Linked DNA regions of Callithrix jacchus: region 1 is linked to region 2. A link is a contact called in public Hi-C data. All regions are on one chromosome and are shown on one strand. Each heading gives the region's core, a stretch centred on a gene start, on an enhancer-like site or on the middle of the called end of the contact. The rest is flanking DNA. Distances are from core to core; before and after follow the strand shown.

Evidence for each region. A called contact is a pair of places that touch in the nucleus more often than the background predicts.
Region 1: a Hi-C map of skeletal muscle shows a contact between it and region 2, with 10 times the contacts expected there. The contact joins two enhancer-like sites. A contact is called at or near these places in 2 of 3 Hi-C or Micro-C datasets (both in skeletal muscle).

Annotation. Positions count from the first base shown.
Region 1 is chr17:55,007,937-55,011,885 of calJac240_pri, forward strand. All of the region lies in intron 1 of LOC128929987 (a long non-coding RNA gene), which reads right to left. Among named protein-coding and RNA genes, the nearest start is that of DPH3, 27 kb to the right of the region's middle. Within about 2 kb of position 1,460, at least 2 of the 16 cell types and tissues checked have an H3K27ac peak or open chromatin away from gene starts, as enhancers often do. A contact at or near this core is called in skeletal muscle, where this site is marked.
Region 2 is chr17:54,638,509-54,642,435 of calJac240_pri, forward strand. All of the region lies in intron 1 of ANKRD28 (ankyrin repeat domain 28), which reads right to left. Among named protein-coding and RNA genes, the nearest start is that of ANKRD28, 32 kb to the right of the region's middle. Within about 2 kb of position 2,208, at least 1 of the 16 cell types and tissues checked has an H3K27ac peak or open chromatin away from gene starts, as enhancers often do. A contact at or near this core is called in skeletal muscle, where this site is marked.

The DNA of each region.
Region 1 (3,949 bases), core at 210-2,709, 370 kb after region 2:
GAAGGCAGAGGTATTTCAAAAACAATTCCAGGAAGGCAATCAAATGCTCCTTTCGATGTGTTTGCCAAGTGGGACAGAAAATAGATCTATATTTGTAAATAACAGTCGTTTCCCAACATTCCCATGGGGATATGCCCAGCATATAGTGATCCTTAAAATATATATTTGTGAAGTAATAATCCACCTATGTTCTGATAATTTCCAAGTGTTTCTCCAGCCTTGACTCCACCCATGAACCTCAGATTCACACTCGCAAGCACCTTCAATCTACACTGGAGCCCAAGTGATCTACCTAAAGCACTCCCCTTCCATAATGTCTTCTACACTCCCCGCCACCTTCAGAACAATGCCCCGCCTCCCCAGCACAGCCTGACTACAAGTTTCTCCCTGACCCTGCCTCCACCCTCTGGACTCACCTGCCACTATTTGCCCTATCTCTGAACAGTGTTTTTGTAGTTCCCAATACAACACTATGCTTTTCCTGGTCTCCGCTCTTACCATGCTGTTCCCTCTGCACAGAATGCCCGTCCTGCCTTTTACCAGCTTCTTCTTACCTATCATGGAAGACTGGGTTTATGCATCATGTCTCTGGAGCCTTAAACCCCTAGGCTGAGTTAATTACTCCGCTTCTGGAGCACTGCATATGGAGCCCTGTCTTAACATGGACCACTTTGTGTTAAAATTATCAAAAAGGTGTTTCCTCCACTAGACTTGAAACAAATTTTGCTTTTATTTTTGCCCAAAGTCCCTAGCATAGTATGTGACTCTTGATAGGTATGTAATACATGCTTGTTGAACTTCAGCTAAAGTGACTGCAACGTCTTTTATGCCTAGACAGAAGCAGAATGAAAGTGGAAAAGAAAAATTACAGAGCTAAAATTCAGACACTTAAGAGGTTTTATTTGAGGTCAAATTTAAGAGGACTTTGTCCTGATCACTTTTTGGCTGGCTTTAGACTCTCCACATATGGCTGTAACAACTGCAGACCTCACATCCTCCCCCGACACTGCTCCAGTTTTCTTTTGCTGCATGACAAACTACCCCTAAACTTAGTGGCTTAACACAGCAACTATTATGGCTCGTGATCTTATGGCTCAGGAGTTTGGGCATGGCTCAACTAGGCAAGTCTTTTGCTTCCTGGGGCTCTAACTGGTGTCACTTGGTGGTGTTAGCTCATGGCTGTTCTTTTCTGGAGGGTACAAAAGAGCTTCTCACATGGCAGGGGCAGCTGGTGGGCTGGACTCACCTGGGCTGTTCCCTCTCCATATAATCTCAAGATCATCTCCATCATCTCTGCGGCAGCTATCTTACACAGTGGTTGAGCATCTCCAGAGACCAAGAGGGAGTCTGCCAATTTTCTTAAAGGCCAGACCTGGGACTGACATAGCATCTCCTCCAGCATCCTCCTTTGCTCAAAGCAATCGCAAGCTAGCCCAGACTCAAGGGGGAGGGAAAGCAGACCCCACCTATCCAAGGGACGAGTAGCAAAAATGTGCAGCTATCCTTCAGCTGCCATGCCCGCAGGCCCAGTGGCTAAGACTGAGTCTATGTCCCAGAATCTCCCGCAAAGCTCTTCTGCTTGCTGTGACTGAACTCACTTGCAGAATGTGCCCCTGAACTAATCTCTGTGACCAGGAGCTTGGGAAATCTTGATTAGAGCTAGAGGTGGAAACAATTCTGGCCAATATTATGGTTAAGAAACTCTGTAGGGGCTGAGTGTGGTGACACATGCCTGTAATCTCAGCATGTTGGGAGGCTGAGACAAGCAGATCTCTTGAGCTCAGGAATTCAAGACCAGCCTGGGCAACATGGCAAAAACCAGTCTCTACAAAAAATAAAAATAAAATAGCTAGGCATCATAGCACATGCCTGTAGTCCCAGCTACTCAGGAGGCTAAGGCAAGATCACTTGAGGCTGGGAGGTCCTGGCTGCAGTGAGCCATGATTGTGCCACTGCACTCCAGCTTGGGTGACAGAGAGAGACCTTGTCTTAAAAAAAAGAAAGAAAGGAAGAAAATTCTGTAAGAAGAGGTGGTGGCAGGGGTTGCTGGGGTGGTATCTTAGTTTCAGGTAACATAAGTGCAGCCTGAACAAGGCCTTGGATGCAGGTGATTTATTTGGGAGTTGATCCCAGGAAGCAGGGATCTCCCAGGAAGTGAGAGGGAAGAGTAAGATAGGGAAGGAAGAAAAGCCAATGTAAGGGTGCTGTGAGCAATGGGGTTTGATTCTTTCTGCTCTGAGATGCCCACAGAACATGTTCCGGAAGTATCCACCTCAAGAACAGCAGACTGAGACATTTTCCCACCAGCTCTCATCCCCTATTGGGTGACGGCCACACCCACCCGGGGCCATTAACTCCCTGCAATACACTTTGCAGATTGCACATACAGGAGCAGAGCAGGCTCCCAAGGCTTTAGAAAAGACCCCAATGCCGAAATGTGGAGAGGGTGGGGCTTGCCCTGGATGTTGTGCAAGATGAATCTGAGCCCCCATGGAAGTTCCACCAGAGCAGACGCTGATATCCAAGGAGGCCCCAGGATGGTACACTGGGCACCAACACATCTGCAATAACAGCAAATCAACAAAGGTTCCCTCAGGTCAGAACCCAGTTCGCCTTCCAAATGGCTCGCAGGGATCACTTCCGCAGCTGATGCGGGGGACGCCCAGGTACTTCCTTCCCGTGCTGAGGATTAGCACGGGGCAGCTTCCCTTGGGACTATGCCTGCCTGCCAGCACCACCGGAAACATATCTCTGGGTGATCAAAGTTAGGTTGTTTTTTTTGTTTTTTTGAGACGGAGTCTTGCTCTGTTGCCCAGGCGCGATGTCGCTCACCTCAACCTCCGCCTCCCGATTCAAGCATTCTCCTGCCTCAGCCTCCTGAGTAGCTGGAACTACAGGTGTGCGCCACCATGCCCAGCTGATTTTTGTATTTTTAGTAGGGACGGGGTTTCACCGTGTTGGTCAGGCTGGACTCAAACGCCTGACCTCGTGATCCACCTCCTCGGCCTCCCAAAGTGCTGGGATTACAGGCGTGAACCACTGCGCCTGGCCAAATTTAGGTTTATTGGCAGTTGTCACAGCAAGAAAACCATCCACATGGGGAACCACGGGTGTCTCAGTAGAAGGGTGTCGAGAGGAGCTTCTCAGGAGATCAGTGCTTGGGTCAGGTGATTTGGGGAATAGTTGGGAAGCATGGTCTGGCTTGGGCTTGGGGCTGTCAGAAAGTGGGGTAATTGTATAATTGGGCAACCTAATAATTTTTATCTAGGAGGTTGTGGGGAGCAGAGCAGGGCTGGAGCTGTACTTGATGAACACCCCTCATATTTGCCAGGTGGAGCTGTTTGGTCATTTTCCTAGCTTGCTGGGCGTTCTTGTTTCAGTGTGGTCGTCTCACTCCACTGCAGCCACAGAGTGGGCTGTCTGACGTTGGTGTTCTGTGAAATTGTGTATGTTTTTTTTTTTTTTGAAATTGTGTATGTTAAGCAAGGAGGGGACTCCAGCCAGAGCTGGTGGCTGGTGACTTTTTTTCTCAGGTTTCATATGACACAGGCTCTGCACCCTCAGAAGAGTGGCAGGCACCCATGTTAACACAGCTGCGTGGCTCAAAGCAACAATCAAGACGGAACAGGCACCGATCAATCAGACTGTTCTCCTTAGAAGCTCTTTTGAAGTGTGTTGGAGACATTTGAGGGGCTTCTGTCTACCTCCTTAGTGACTCACAGTGCGATGCTCATGGCTGAACCTGAGTGATGACAGCAGCAAGGAAACTGACAGGGCTGGCCAGTCCATTTCCTGTTATTCACCTGAGGGTGACAAAGCATGACGATGACAGCTCAGATGACATTCCTGCCATGAAATCCTTAAACTAAATGGAGCCAGGCCGCCAGGGAGGAGAGGGACAGGCGTTCCAGGTACAGACTCTGCTGCTGGCTGCAGCCACACAGGAGAG
Region 2 (3,927 bases), core at 958-3,457:
TGCCCACTTCCCAAAGTGCTGGGATTACAGGTGTGAGCCACTGCGTCCAGCCCTAACTTCATGTTTCTCTAAAGACTTTTGTAAGGTAACAATTTTTCCAAAATCATTTGCCTATTTTAACCTCTAGAAAATGACATATTTACCATTCCCTGCAATTCTTTGTCATTCTTTCAGAACTAATTCTCCATTCATCATATCCATAAGTGATGCAATTCTAGCCATATGAAGTCAAAATTTGACCACACTAAATTCTGCCATGTATTTCATACATAAAAATATATGCACATCTGAAATATAAAGCCAGAACTTTCCAACAAAGTCCAAGAAATTTAAATCTCCTAGTCTGTAGTAGCCAAACCCAGTAAGAGAGACAAACTTAGGTTCAACAATATCTCCGAATCCAATATTAGAAGGCTGTTTTTAAATTTTCTGGTCTTAAGATCGCTTCACATGTTAGAATTATTTAAGAGCCTAAAAAGTTTTGCTTATGAGGGTTATTTCTACTGATGTCTACTGTATTAAAAATTAAAACTAGGAAACTGTTTAAAAGTATTTATTTTTAATTTACTTACTGCTAAATCCACTACATGTCAATATAAATAACTTTAAATGATTATTAAAAAAAAAATTAAGTAGCACTGTTCATGTCTGGCTTAACAGAAAATAGATAAAATCTCACAGCTGCCTCTGCATTTAATTTGCTGCAATAAGTTATTGTGGTTCAAGTATATGAAGAAAATCTATACTCATGGTAGCAAATTTTTAGGTACTTGTGGATAATCTTTGATATTACATCAAAGATTGACAAATGATAGCTCTTACAAGTTAGCTATAATGTAAATTATGAAGCTGTATCAATAAGCTTTTACTACTTTTTTCACATTAAAATCCATTGGTCTAACTGCACTTTGAATGGATCTTTTTACCCATGTGTGATTTTACAATATCATGCATCAGTCATTTGGAAAATGCTGGTTCCCTGGTTAGGCAGGTTTTCAATTACTGACAGATTTCATGATATACAATATCAAAAGTCACATTTATTAATATTCTACCAATGCCACCAGAAAAGTCTTTATGTATGGTAAAGCTTACTCTTTATAAAGACGTAATAAAGGCCAAGACTCTAAATCAAGGTAATCCTGATTAAGGATTTTTCTTATATAGATAAGAAAACATTTGCAGAGAGTCTCTTTTCCTCTAAATAATTTTCATTACGGTTTTCCTACATGTTGCCTGAAATATCAAGCTCAAGGTGGCTACCTAAATTATAATTTTTGCTTGGAAGGTCAAATTTTCACCATCTGTAACAAATATTGAGAGTTGCTTTCCTTGAAGTGATGAATTTACTTTGTTCCTTTTCAAGAAATATTTTCAATAAAAGGTTTGCCAAAGAGTCTAATCTGAATAAGCATAATGTTAGTTGTTTTTCAAGTAAAAAGGTATTCTATTTTTTTTAAAAAAAAAAGACTAGTCCAGTTAGCAACTCAATCACATAAGCATTTTTCCTGTGCAGTATATACTCATTTTATCATACAGATACCCCATGGTCAAGTGTAATATAAGTAACTAACACTTAAAAACAGTCTTAAGGGAAATAGGCTTTTCTCTCCTTAACTATGATCAGGGCAGTGAAAACCACAGACTACTAGTCTGGTGCCACTAACTTGATTCATAATACATAGTAGATACCATTACTTTTGTACTATTAGTCCAAATGTCAAAGTAAAAAAGGCATATAACATTTTATTATTATTATTTATTATTATTATTATTGAGAACAGTTTTGACCTTAGGGACTCCCAGGGGTTCATGGACCACACTTTGAAAAGTCTCTTAGACCAGGGTCTCAAACCCCTGGGCCTAGGACCACTAGCCGTTGGGCCTGTTAGAAACTGGGCTGGACAGCAGACAGTGAGCAAGCATGCATTACCATCTGAATCCTGCCTCCTGTCAGAGCAGTGCAGCATTAAATTCTCATAGGACTGTGAATCCTATTTTGAATTGCACATGTGACGGATCTAGGTTGTGTGTTCTTTATGAGACTAACTAATGCCTGATGATCTGTAGTGGAATAGTTTCATCCCCAAACCATCCTACCCCCACCGCCCCCATCCACGGAAAAACTGTCTTCCATGAAACTGGTCCCTGGTGCTAAAAAGGTTGGGGATTGCTGCAGTAATTTTGGCCAAAGAAAGGTTTGGCTCTTGCTCAGCTCCTGGAAGGTAACCACTAAGCCCTTGGAATGTCCTGCTTGATGAAGAGTCATTGTTTACCTGGGGGCCTTTTTCCATGCCAGATAGCCTTAACAATATGATTTTTGGTGGGCTTTAAGTCACGCAGTATCAGCTTGACCTCTGGAGGAGATGGACACTAACATCAGCCACAGGTGTGGTCAACTGTGACCACACAGTTGTGACTGACTTCTCAATAAAAACTCTGGACAGCAAACTTCAGGTGGGTGGCCCTGGTTGGCAATACTCCTTGATTGTTGGCAATACACCATATATTGTTGCTGGGAGAAGCAAGCACTGTCTGCACAACTCCATTGGGAGAGGACACCTGGAAGTTCGTGCCTGAAACTCTTCTGGACCTTTATCCTATGCACTTTTACCCATTGCTGGTTTTAAACTGTATTCCTTTAATGTAATAAATCATACCATGAATTTAACTGCTTTGCTGAGTTCTGTGAGCCCTTTTAAGCAAATTATAAAATCTGAGAGTAAACAATCTCCCCCAAACTAAACAAGGTTGGTCAAGATCAAACTCCTGAGTATATATAATAAAAGCCAATCCCCACCTACATGTTTCTTTACACAAGACATTGTTTGGCTCCAAAGCCTACTGTGCATATGTGCCAGATCCAAACTCCACAAAACTACCGGTCTCTTCTCCAAGCAGCTTGTTTTGGAGCAGGGATTCTCCATCTTTGAAATATTGACATTTCAGACCAAATGATTCTTTGTTATGGAGGAATGTCCTGTCTACTAAAGGATGTTTAGCATCATCCCTGGCCTCTGTCCAATAGGTGCCAATAGTATCCTTCCATCCCTCCCAGTGGTAACAACAAAAAGTATCTACAGACATTGACAAATTCCCCTGAGAAGCAGAATCACCCTCCCCTCAATATTAAAAATCACTGTTTTAGGAAACTCATCTACGAAGTCTGACCTTCCCTTTTCTTTTACAAAACAAGGAGTAAGTTCATTTTTAGCTCTATCTTCCCACCTTTCCTGTTAATTATTTGATGGAAAGCAAGTGCACGTTCTAAGTTCTACCTTCAAAAAAAAACTGGATAACAGTGGTAAACTAAAAAACTCTTCCTTCTGGGGAACTCAGTCAGATTACCAATTTCAAGAGAACGATCTTCTTAAAAGGATAATATATATCTTCTGTATCTCATGCACACCACAGAGGGAAGATAGACTACTATTCTTCAACCTTGGGAGTATACATCAAAATAACCTTAAGTAGTTTTTAAAAACATGGATGCCAGGTCCTATATAGACACAATCAGAATTCATTATCCAGCAACTGAGTGTTCACTATATGCCAAAGCATTGTTACAGGTGCTGGAGATAACAGCAGTAAATAAGACATCTTATTTTCCCTTGAAGAACTCACGTTCCAGTAGAGGGAGACATTTCATAAACATACAGACAAATAAGATCACTTCAGATAGTGCTACAGGGAAATACAGAATACTAGAACCAATTTCTCTGCATTCTCAGCAGTATTAGCAGAAATATATTCAAAGTTAAATGTGGTGAGTGAAAATATCATTTTGCATTTTAGTATTTAGAAAGCCCATGACATAATTATATGCCTAAATTTAAAATTCCTTATGTGTAGGAGTGCTGAGCAAAAGTGTCTCTCCCTAGTCTTTGGGAATCTTTAAGCTCAAGATTAGGTAAATTTCCTCACAGT